Linked DNA regions of Danio rerio: region 1 is linked to region 2. The links are chromatin contacts, called in public Micro-C maps. All regions are on one chromosome and are shown on one strand. Each heading gives the region's core, a stretch centred on a gene start, on an enhancer-like site or on the middle of the called end of the contact. The rest is flanking DNA. Distances are from core to core; before and after follow the strand shown. Region 1 has its middle 190 kb from the start of pik3r3b. Region 2 has its middle 24 kb from the start of tspan1.

Region 1 (4,694 bases), core at 1,717-4,216, 200 kb after region 2:
ACAGCCCTTATTGACACAGTAGAGCAGAGCAGGTGAAGAAACAGAGGAGAGTTTCAATTTCACACTGTAATGGAGGAGATGGCTATAGCTGTGAGTGAGAGGGGTGGATAAATCCTTCAAAAACATTCTGAGATTTACAGCAAGAGACTAATCCCTTATCACTTTGTTAGCTGCAAGCCTTCATCTGTCTGACCGCCGCTCCTCCTCCTCCTCCTCCTTATACTCAAGTTTTATTTGAGAGAGAGAGAGAGACATCAACTCTCTCTGTTTGAATTGTGTGTTTTTCATCACTGTGTTTTATGTGTAAAGCTCAGTTTACTATCGTGACATCACTTTGAAGGCGATGAAGAGAGTGTTATGTAGAGGGACTAAGCCGGAGCTTTGTTTTCATGTTGTGTTATGTGGATTGCATTGTGTGGAATTTGTCGACAAATCCCATTTGATTTGGAAATTCAATCTGGCTGTTCGCTGCCGTGATATAATCTCAAGCGCTTGTTCAGGCGATATCTGAGTCGATATCGGTTGCATCTACATTGAGTGCCACTTGGATTAATTTAAAGAGCCTCTATTATGCATTAAAAAGGGTCATATTTTGGTTTTGGGGGTCTCCAACAATAGTCAGATATGCATGCAAGGTCAAAAAACGCTTTCATGGTCTTATAATATGCATTTTTTTTTACCTAATTATCCCAGAGACTCCCATATGATTCGTTCAGCGATTCATTTGTTCCCAAACCACTCCTTAGCTAATCTGCGCTTATTGGTCTGATGCCCGAGTCTGTTGTGATTGGTCGACTGCATTCAGCATGAGACAGAAATGCCCACCATAGTTTATCAACAATTTTGAGGTAGTCAGAGTGCCGATTGTATGTGTGAGCATACCTGCCAACACTCCCGTTTTTTCCAGGAGTCTTCCGTATTTCAGGCCAATCTCCCGCCACCCTCCTGTTTTGTTATTTCTCCCGGAAAACTATATAAATATAAAGGGAGAATATAAAGAGTTAACCAGGTACAGTACAAGCGGTTACAAGTAACAAACCACAATTAAATACATAAATTGCAGGCTAGAGAAAACAAGGAGGCAACCACTTTAATAGCACTTACTTACACTTGTGAAATGGAGGAAGAAACTGATCCATGAACTATGTACTGTAAAGTCCCTGTCAAGCTCTGACAAAGTGCAATATATTCTTTTCTGATCCTTCCTTTAACAAACAGCCAATGAATTTCCCATTGTAAGCATGTAGATTGCTAAAGCACTCGTCAGAAAAATGACGGGAACACAGCACAGGGCTGGGGCTATAATGCTGAGGTATTTTTGCAGAAATAAACTTCAACCATTGACTCTACACAGCCTCATCTTTGGGTAGGGAAAATAACAATAACTTTCCCTCACACTTCTGAGCACCTTGTTTTTGTGGCTTGATCCACCCGGGATCTGCTACAGTGTTTGTCTTGCTCTTTTTCTTTCTACAGTGTTTGTGGGTGGGGTTGGAGATTTAAATTTTACCCGGTCCGCGTGTGCAATAAATAAGCAGGGCTTGAGTTTTGTATCAACGTCACGCAGACACGGCTAAAGACTCGTTAGAGCGGCGATTTATTTAAACCACTTTTAGTTGACTCTTTTATAGATGAATCAATAGTTTTCAACACGCCGCACTTTCAGATTTAAGCCTTAGCTGGATATTTTACTTCACTTAGAGCTGTTACACACTGCATCGAAGGTCATTTTCAAAAACCCATAACAGGAGCTCTTTAATGATAATGAGTGTTAGCTTGCTGCACATTGATCTTGACCAAGGATTTTTAAAATGGTGGTCAAAAATGTTGAAAGAATGTGAAAGAGCTGTTCTGGATATTTAGGGTAAAATATTAGTCCATTCATTCATTTTCTTTTCGGCTTAGTCTTTTTAATAATCCAGGGTTGCCACAGGATGCCCTTCCAGCCTCAACCCATCTCTGGGAAAGTAAAATAATAATGGTATTTTAACATTTATTTATTTTAACCATTTATACTGGATATCAAGGAAATAAAGATTCATATGTTTTATTCAAAGTTTTTATTTTTATTTTTAATTTGTTTGTTTTTTCTTTCATTTTTTTCTTCTATTTTTATTGTTAGCAAAGCACACAGGCTAAAAAAAAAAAAAATAATGAAATATATCAATTAAATTTCCCCCACCCTCCTCCCTTGCAGTCTCTTAAAACTGGTATCCAATAAATAGATGATAACAGAAAAACAAAAAACAAAAACAAAGTACAGTATCAAGTATCAATTATACAAAATAAGGCAATAATTCTGGATCCTGATCATTGTTTTTTGCAATAAACATGCAGATTTTTTCAGCTTCTGAAGTCCAAATCTTTAATGTACTCATTTGTACCAAGTTCACTCAAGCTGTGGATAATTCAAACATTATAATGTCCTGGAGTTGTACCAACCACTTGTACGTGTCCAAATTATGTAGAGGCAGCCAATTTTGGGCTAGTAGTAATAATAGTCTTAAGAATGATATTGATAATAATGATTAATAATAATAATAATCAAATAATAATAATAATAATAATAATGATAATAATAAAAAATAAATAATAATAATGATAATAATAATCATAAACATCATAATGAAATAATAATAATAATAATAATAATAATCATAATTAGTATCATCAATCATTATTATCAATTTTAATAATTTACAATAACAGTTTGCTCAACACAATTGCCCCTTCCAAATTGTGAACCAAACTGCTTGAAACTGCATTTAAAATTCACATTCAGCCCTTTGCATGATGTGAATGTTTGACATTCATAGACATTCTCTAACATCTTATGTAAGATCCCACTACTATCTTTCACCATTCATTTGTCCTTTCAAAGCATACGATTCTGTCCCACACACTGTAGTCCCTTCTTCAGCACACAAAGGCTCATATATCTGGACCGCAGAGATGCTGTGGCTAATCTGTCACCCCCCAGTGGTCACAGCTAAATATTGCTCTGAATGTGAATCAGATTTGTATATACAGTACTGCAATGCAAGAGTGGGTCACTGTATTCAACCTTCAAAGGGAAGGAGCCAATTAAAAACAATTGTTTTAATAGATAATGTGTGCAGAAAATGAGTAAATTATGCTGACAATGTTCTGAATATGCTTCGGTAAGTCCAAAAATTAATAAGGGGACTTATTTTAATTTATGGGCAATTGAAGAAAATGTTTTTGTTATAGGGACGTGTTGTTTCCTACATTTTCAGCTGGCTGACCCCCGACTTTGGACACTTAATGGCTTTGTGCAGAAGTGCTGATCCATTCAGTAATTTCCTGTCATCCTGACCACAGCTCGTTAAAACGTGTGCACACACACAACCACACTCGTGCGCACGCACACACATACACACACAGGGCAATGAAAACCCTAGAAATTGCTTTCTGTCCTCTTAATAGAAAATGGATAAGATCTGATAGGCTGTGTTCTCAGGGAGCCGCTGGAACAGGCACACAGAAAGCTTTGTAGGCTGACAGCGACACCCTCACATTTTAACATTAGTCTTGTGCTTTACTCTCATAAATGCCTCTAATGGGATCAACAATAGATATTAACTGGTGATGTATTTCTCCTGGAGATCCTTTACCAGCCGTGCCACATTTTGTTTATGTTGCCCTTTTTTGAAGGTCTTTTGAAATAACGTTTGTATAAAAAAAAAAATAATTGATTTCACCGGAAAGAATTATTCTTATTAAAACTCATTCGCTTTTTAAAAGGATAGTTCAACCTAAAATAAACATTTACTCATAATTTACTCTCCCTTGTGTGATTTCTAATCACAAAAGAAGATATTTTAAAGAAATATCTAAAAAACAGAAAACTGAAAGCCATTAGTAGTCACTGTCATTCATAGTAGAAAAACCTACGGAACTCAGTGAGTTCCGGTTTCTTACATTCTTTTAAATATCTTCTTTTGTGTTAAGCAGAGGAATTAAACTCCAGCAGGTTTGGAACAATTTGTCACCTTAGAATTATAAGGCTCTATCTGAGATTTTTGTCAGAATTGAGTTATTGACATATTCTTATTAACTGACAACTTATTTACATTATGGGATGTTTTTTTTATAAGTTGTTTACATTTTAAGACTTTTAATTTTAAAAAATATCACACACACTGTTTTCTATATGGAATGCAAAAACTTTGAAGCTCAATATTTCAAAATCTTTCAGAACGCAGATAATACCTTATAGTTTCAAGGTGACATATTAGAAAGTAAGTAATTATTAACAGTTAATGAGTAATTATTGAATGATTGCAGTAGTTCATTTTAGGGTAATCTTTTGAAATGTTAAAATGTTTTTTTTGGTTTAATGTTTAATGTATTTCTCAAAGCATACTTATTATGACATTTTGTTTTATGTTTTGTATTATGCTTTTAAATGGTGCTCAAAAACATTTGTTTTTGTGTTGTAAAGCTTTTGTAACTTGATGAGTTGTGTCAACCCAGTTTTGGGGAAATTTATTTGGGATGCATTGAAATGAAAATTATGTGATGAAACCGAAACAAAAAATGCTTTGTAATCATTATTTATTATTTTATTAAATAATGTAAGTTTTTGACTTTTTAAAATGAACTCACAAAAACACATTTTATTGATACTGAAAGGCATCATTTTACCAGCATTGCAATGACAGCACAGTAGT
Region 2 (4,631 bases), core at 202-2,701:
GTTTGCAATTGTAATCAGTGGAGAAACAACCGTAACCATACCGAACTGTTCTTGGAAGAGCGACTATTGACGTATATGACATTGATTAAAAACTATGGACAAAGGCCCACTGTGACACCCTGATTAATCCCTCTGCTTTACTTAAATGTATGTTATCTGCAATATGTTATTCTATTTGGAAATATATTACATTTATGCCACCACAGTTGCATCTCGTGCAAGTCGTGCTGGTAATAAACATTTTTTGAAGGTATTAAAAAAGGTACTAAAAGGTATTAAATTCAACTTAAGAAGTTCTGTATATACACTAAATGAACAAAGGACTGAATGATAGATGGTCAGATGGATGGTTTAATAGACAGATTTATAGATAGACAGACAGACTGACAGACCAATAAACTAAGGAATGAAGGATGGACAAAACAAACAAAGGTTGGATGGATGGATCAATGGACAGGTGGACAGACAAACATATTGATAGATAGAAAAACTGAAAGAATAATTAACAGAGGATTGAAGGATGAATAAAACAAACCTGGACAAATGGATGGATGAATGGTCATGGATGGATGGATGGACCAATGTAAAAAAAGGAATAAAGAATCAAACAAACTATCAATAGGTCGATAGACAGATAGATGGATGGATGGACAGATGGATGGATGGATAAACAGACGGATAGATATTGATTACAATAGATTGATAGATAGACAGACAGACAGACAGAGCAATGGTCAAAGGAATGAAGAATGGATAAAATAAACGATGGATGGATGGATGATGGATGGATAAAAGCAGACAGACTGTTGGAAAAAATAACAAATAAACAGAAGGAAAAGAAAGAAAGAAACCATCTAAAGGGAACAAAAGAACAGTAGTGGAAATGCCTGTGTGTGTCATTTTGTCCACTGAGTGGCAGTGTTTCTTGTATGAACATCAGCAAAAATACATATATAAATATTTTCCTTGTGCAAACTCGCAGCACAATAGGAGGTTGTTTAAAGAGAACACACACTTAGAAGATGTATAGTTTCACTCATCCTATTTTGTTCTAGTTAAAAGGAAATAATGTATGAGAAATAAGAAACTGCTATTCCTGGAGGCTGCGTTTATAAAAAGACTTTTTTCCTGCACCCTTTAAAACCAAGATTTCATTGTCCCCCCTGCGACATAACATAATTTATATTTTTTTGATTGAGAGGTTCTCAAAAGGCATATGATGTTTATTATCTCATCACAATGAAGATCAGTGGTCAGTGGATAAAATACATTGAGTCTTGCAGAAAGTGTCAAACAAAATATAATTTGCTGCTTAAGGCAGAAGGTACATATGTTGTCAAAACGCAGGTGGGGATTTTTGATGCTGTGACACTTTTTCCTTATGCAGAACAATGAGTCCAGCTCACCCACAGGCATGCCTATGTATTTGCATGCATTTCAGGCATATGTTTTCTTTACGGAATCTAGCGAAAGTGGAACATTCGAGTGCAGAGAAGAGCCGCAGTGTTACGCAATGTCTATGTGAGGGACAGGCAGGAAGAGCTAATGTGATGGTGGTGAATGTGGGTCAGTTCCATGCTCACTGAACCAGCACAGTGAGCCTGAGAGACGGTATCATCCCTCTGCCTGTATCCCAACCACACACACACATGCATGTAGATGGAATCACATGCCAGCACACACTTTCAAACACGCATATAAACAAAGATGGCATCATGACGTGTGCTTAGAGGACAGATGGAACAGAACAGAAGAGTTTCCATAAGTATGTCAGTTCTGTCATTATTCACCCACGTTGTTTCAAATTGTTTTATTTGAATTCATTTCTTTAATACAAAAGGAGAGCTAGTGAAAAGAGTTCAATGGCTAGTCTTTCCATTGTAATAAAATGAAAGGAGAACTGGGGCTGTCAAGCTTAGAAATTATTAAAAAAAAAAAAAAAAAACGCTCCTCAAGTCTCACAAAAGTGGTGGATGTGACTTGTTCAGATGTGTATGACTGTATTTCTTCTACAAAATGGTAGTGAAGTATCCCCTGGTCAGTCTTCGTAGTTTAATTAAAGTGAAGGACTGGGACTGTCTACTCCAAAATGGCCACAAAAAAAAAAAAAAAACAGCATAGGATGTAGCTCATTCAATCTAGTAGTCATGTGATTTTGTGTTGTTTTTCATTCCTTCAGCTTAGTCTCTTTATTCATCAGGGGTCACCACAGTGGAATGAACCGGCAACTTATCCAGCATATGTTTCACACAGCGGATGCCCTTCCTGCCACATACACACTCACATTCACACACATACACTAGGGTCAATTTAGTTGATTCAATTCACCTACAGTATAGTGCATGTCTTTGGACTGTGGGGAGCACCCGGGCGAAACCCTTGAGTAATTTTTATTTATTTATTTATTTATTTTTTATTTGTTTTTATCTAATTTTTATTTATTTGTCTAGTAAACAAGTTCATAAGACCAATCTGAGTTTGTTCACGGATGGTTATTTCACTGCTTGTCTGTTAGTTCACTGATCAAAATGATCCATAAATAATGACATTTCTCACTTGTTATACTCTTCATCAACTGAATGGAAGAAAAAATGATCAGATGTAACTTAAAAATGTTATTAACTTTAGGTGGCGCAGTGGGTAGCACGATCGCCTCACAGCAAGAAGGTCACTGGTTTGAGCCTTGGCAGGGTCAGTTGGCATTTCTGTGTGGAGTTTGTATGTTCTTCCCATGTTCATGTGGGTTTCCTCCAGGTGCTCTGGCTTCTCCCACAGTCCAAAGACATGCGGTACAGGTAAATTGGATAAGCTAAAAATTGTCCGTACTGTACTATGTGTGATCGGTTGCAGTTGGTTAAAATATATGATTGATAAGTTGGTGGTTCATTCCGCTGTAGCGGCCGATTAATAAAGGGATTAAGCCGACAAGAAAATGAATTAATGAATTTATAAGTGTTGTGTGTGTTAACATACTGCTGTATGGTGCATATTGTAAGTAGAATATTGATAAACGCAGCTTTTGGAAAACGTCTTGTGGAAATGTCGTTAGGGCTCTGCAGGTGAATCTGAACTTTAGTACTTAATAAACCAACACAAAAGCAGATTTTACAGGAAAATTATAAACTTGAAATACAAATGTAACATTAAATTAAGCATGCAAAGACCACACTGAATAATAAACTGGAATTTGGGCATAAATCCTATAAATAAATAAATTAGACACAGGAAAAGGTAATCAATGAGTAACCTAAGATTGTAAGGTGTTTTTAAGCATATTAAAAACACTACAAACACTAAAATTAAAAACACTACTATTAAAAACACTACAAGTTTCAGTTCTCTCTGTAAAACCGAAATCATATTTTACAGACCTTGAGTTTGTAAAAGAGCAGCGCTGGCACAGTGGGTATCACTGTTGCCTCACAGCAAGAAGGTCACTGGTTCAAGCCTCGGCTGGATCAGTTGGCATTTCTGTGTGGAGTTTGCATGTTCTCCCCATGTTGGTGTGGGTTTCCTCCGGGGGCTCCGGTTTCCCTCACAAGTCCAAAGACATGCGCTATACAGTAGGCGAATTGGGTAAGCTAAATTGTACATAGTGTATGTGTGTGAATGAGTGCATGGGTGTTTCCCATTGATGGGTTGCAGCTGGAAGGGCATTCACTGCATACAAAACATATGCTGGATAAGTTGGCAGTTTATTCCGCTGTGGCGAACCCTGATTAATAAAGGGACTAAGCTGAAAAGAAAACGAATGAATGAATGAGTTCCTAATCGTATAGAAAAGTGACAAGATTTGAAATAAAATTCTTTTTAATAGCAAGTTTCTTCTAATTTTTCTAAATATTTTACATTTACAGCAATTATACATTATCCATCTCTTTTTTTTCTGACAAATAAAGTAAAACAAGTAAAAATGTAATTCATTGTCTTAAAGGGTTAGTTTCACTCATCCTCAAGGCAGGTGTTTACAACTCTAATCTGAGGTATTTAAAAAAGCTTTCAAGCTCAAGGTAAATAAAGGTCTTTACCCTTTTTCTGTTTTTCTGAAGAAGTTTTACTAAGAAATATAAACACAGAAGCACACTGACAATAGTTTCATGTCGTCCACTGGAAAGGTGATCTCTCATGAATGCATGTGTAGTATTAACAGACACATTTATATACAGACAAATAATTAACTTTAACTAATAAATGATTTTGAAGGAAACATTGAAGCGATTTATGTTACAATAAAATAGACATGGAACGATAACCATTTTTAAGGTATACCGCGATTTGGAAACGTCAAGGTTTTAAAACCATCAGAATTTTCTGCTATACCGTTCCTAAGGTATGCGGGTGATTTTAATTTTTTTTATATTATTTTATTATTTTTTTTTTATTAGGACAACAGTATCTCCAGCAGAAAAAATATCTAAAGAAATTGTAAAGAAATCTGTGATTTTGAAAATAATGAAGACAGCAAAAGTCAATGATTGATTTTAATTATTTAGCTTTGTGTTTACTGTTCCAAAATATTTTAAATGTTTCTCAAAATGAAACATATTGTGTTTAAAGGGCAAACATTTTTTTTTTTTTTTTTTTTTTTACCCAGACATTCAAAAAGAAAATATTTTAGAGAAGTAATCACA

What was found. Hi-C and Micro-C count contacts between places; a contact is called where the count stands out from the background.
Region 1: a Micro-C map of caudal fin shows a contact between it and region 2, with 5 times the contacts expected there. The contact joins two enhancer-like sites. A contact is called at or near these places in 2 of 18 Hi-C or Micro-C datasets (caudal fin and an unstated tissue).

The regions. Positions count from the first base shown.
Region 1 is chr6:35,866,160-35,870,853 of GRCz12tu, forward strand. It overlaps a transcript of pik3r3b not described here. Among named protein-coding and RNA genes, the nearest start is that of pik3r3b, 190 kb to the right of the region's middle. Within about 2 kb of position 2,967, at least 2 of the 62 cell types and tissues checked have an H3K27ac peak or open chromatin away from gene starts, as enhancers often do. A contact at or near this core is called in caudal fin, where this site is marked.
Region 2 is chr6:35,672,205-35,676,835 of GRCz12tu, forward strand. It overlaps a transcript of pik3r3b not described here. Among named protein-coding and RNA genes, the nearest start is that of tspan1, 24 kb to the left of the region's middle. Within about 2 kb of position 1,452, at least 5 of the 62 cell types and tissues checked have an H3K27ac peak or open chromatin away from gene starts, as enhancers often do. A contact at or near this core is called in caudal fin, where this site is marked.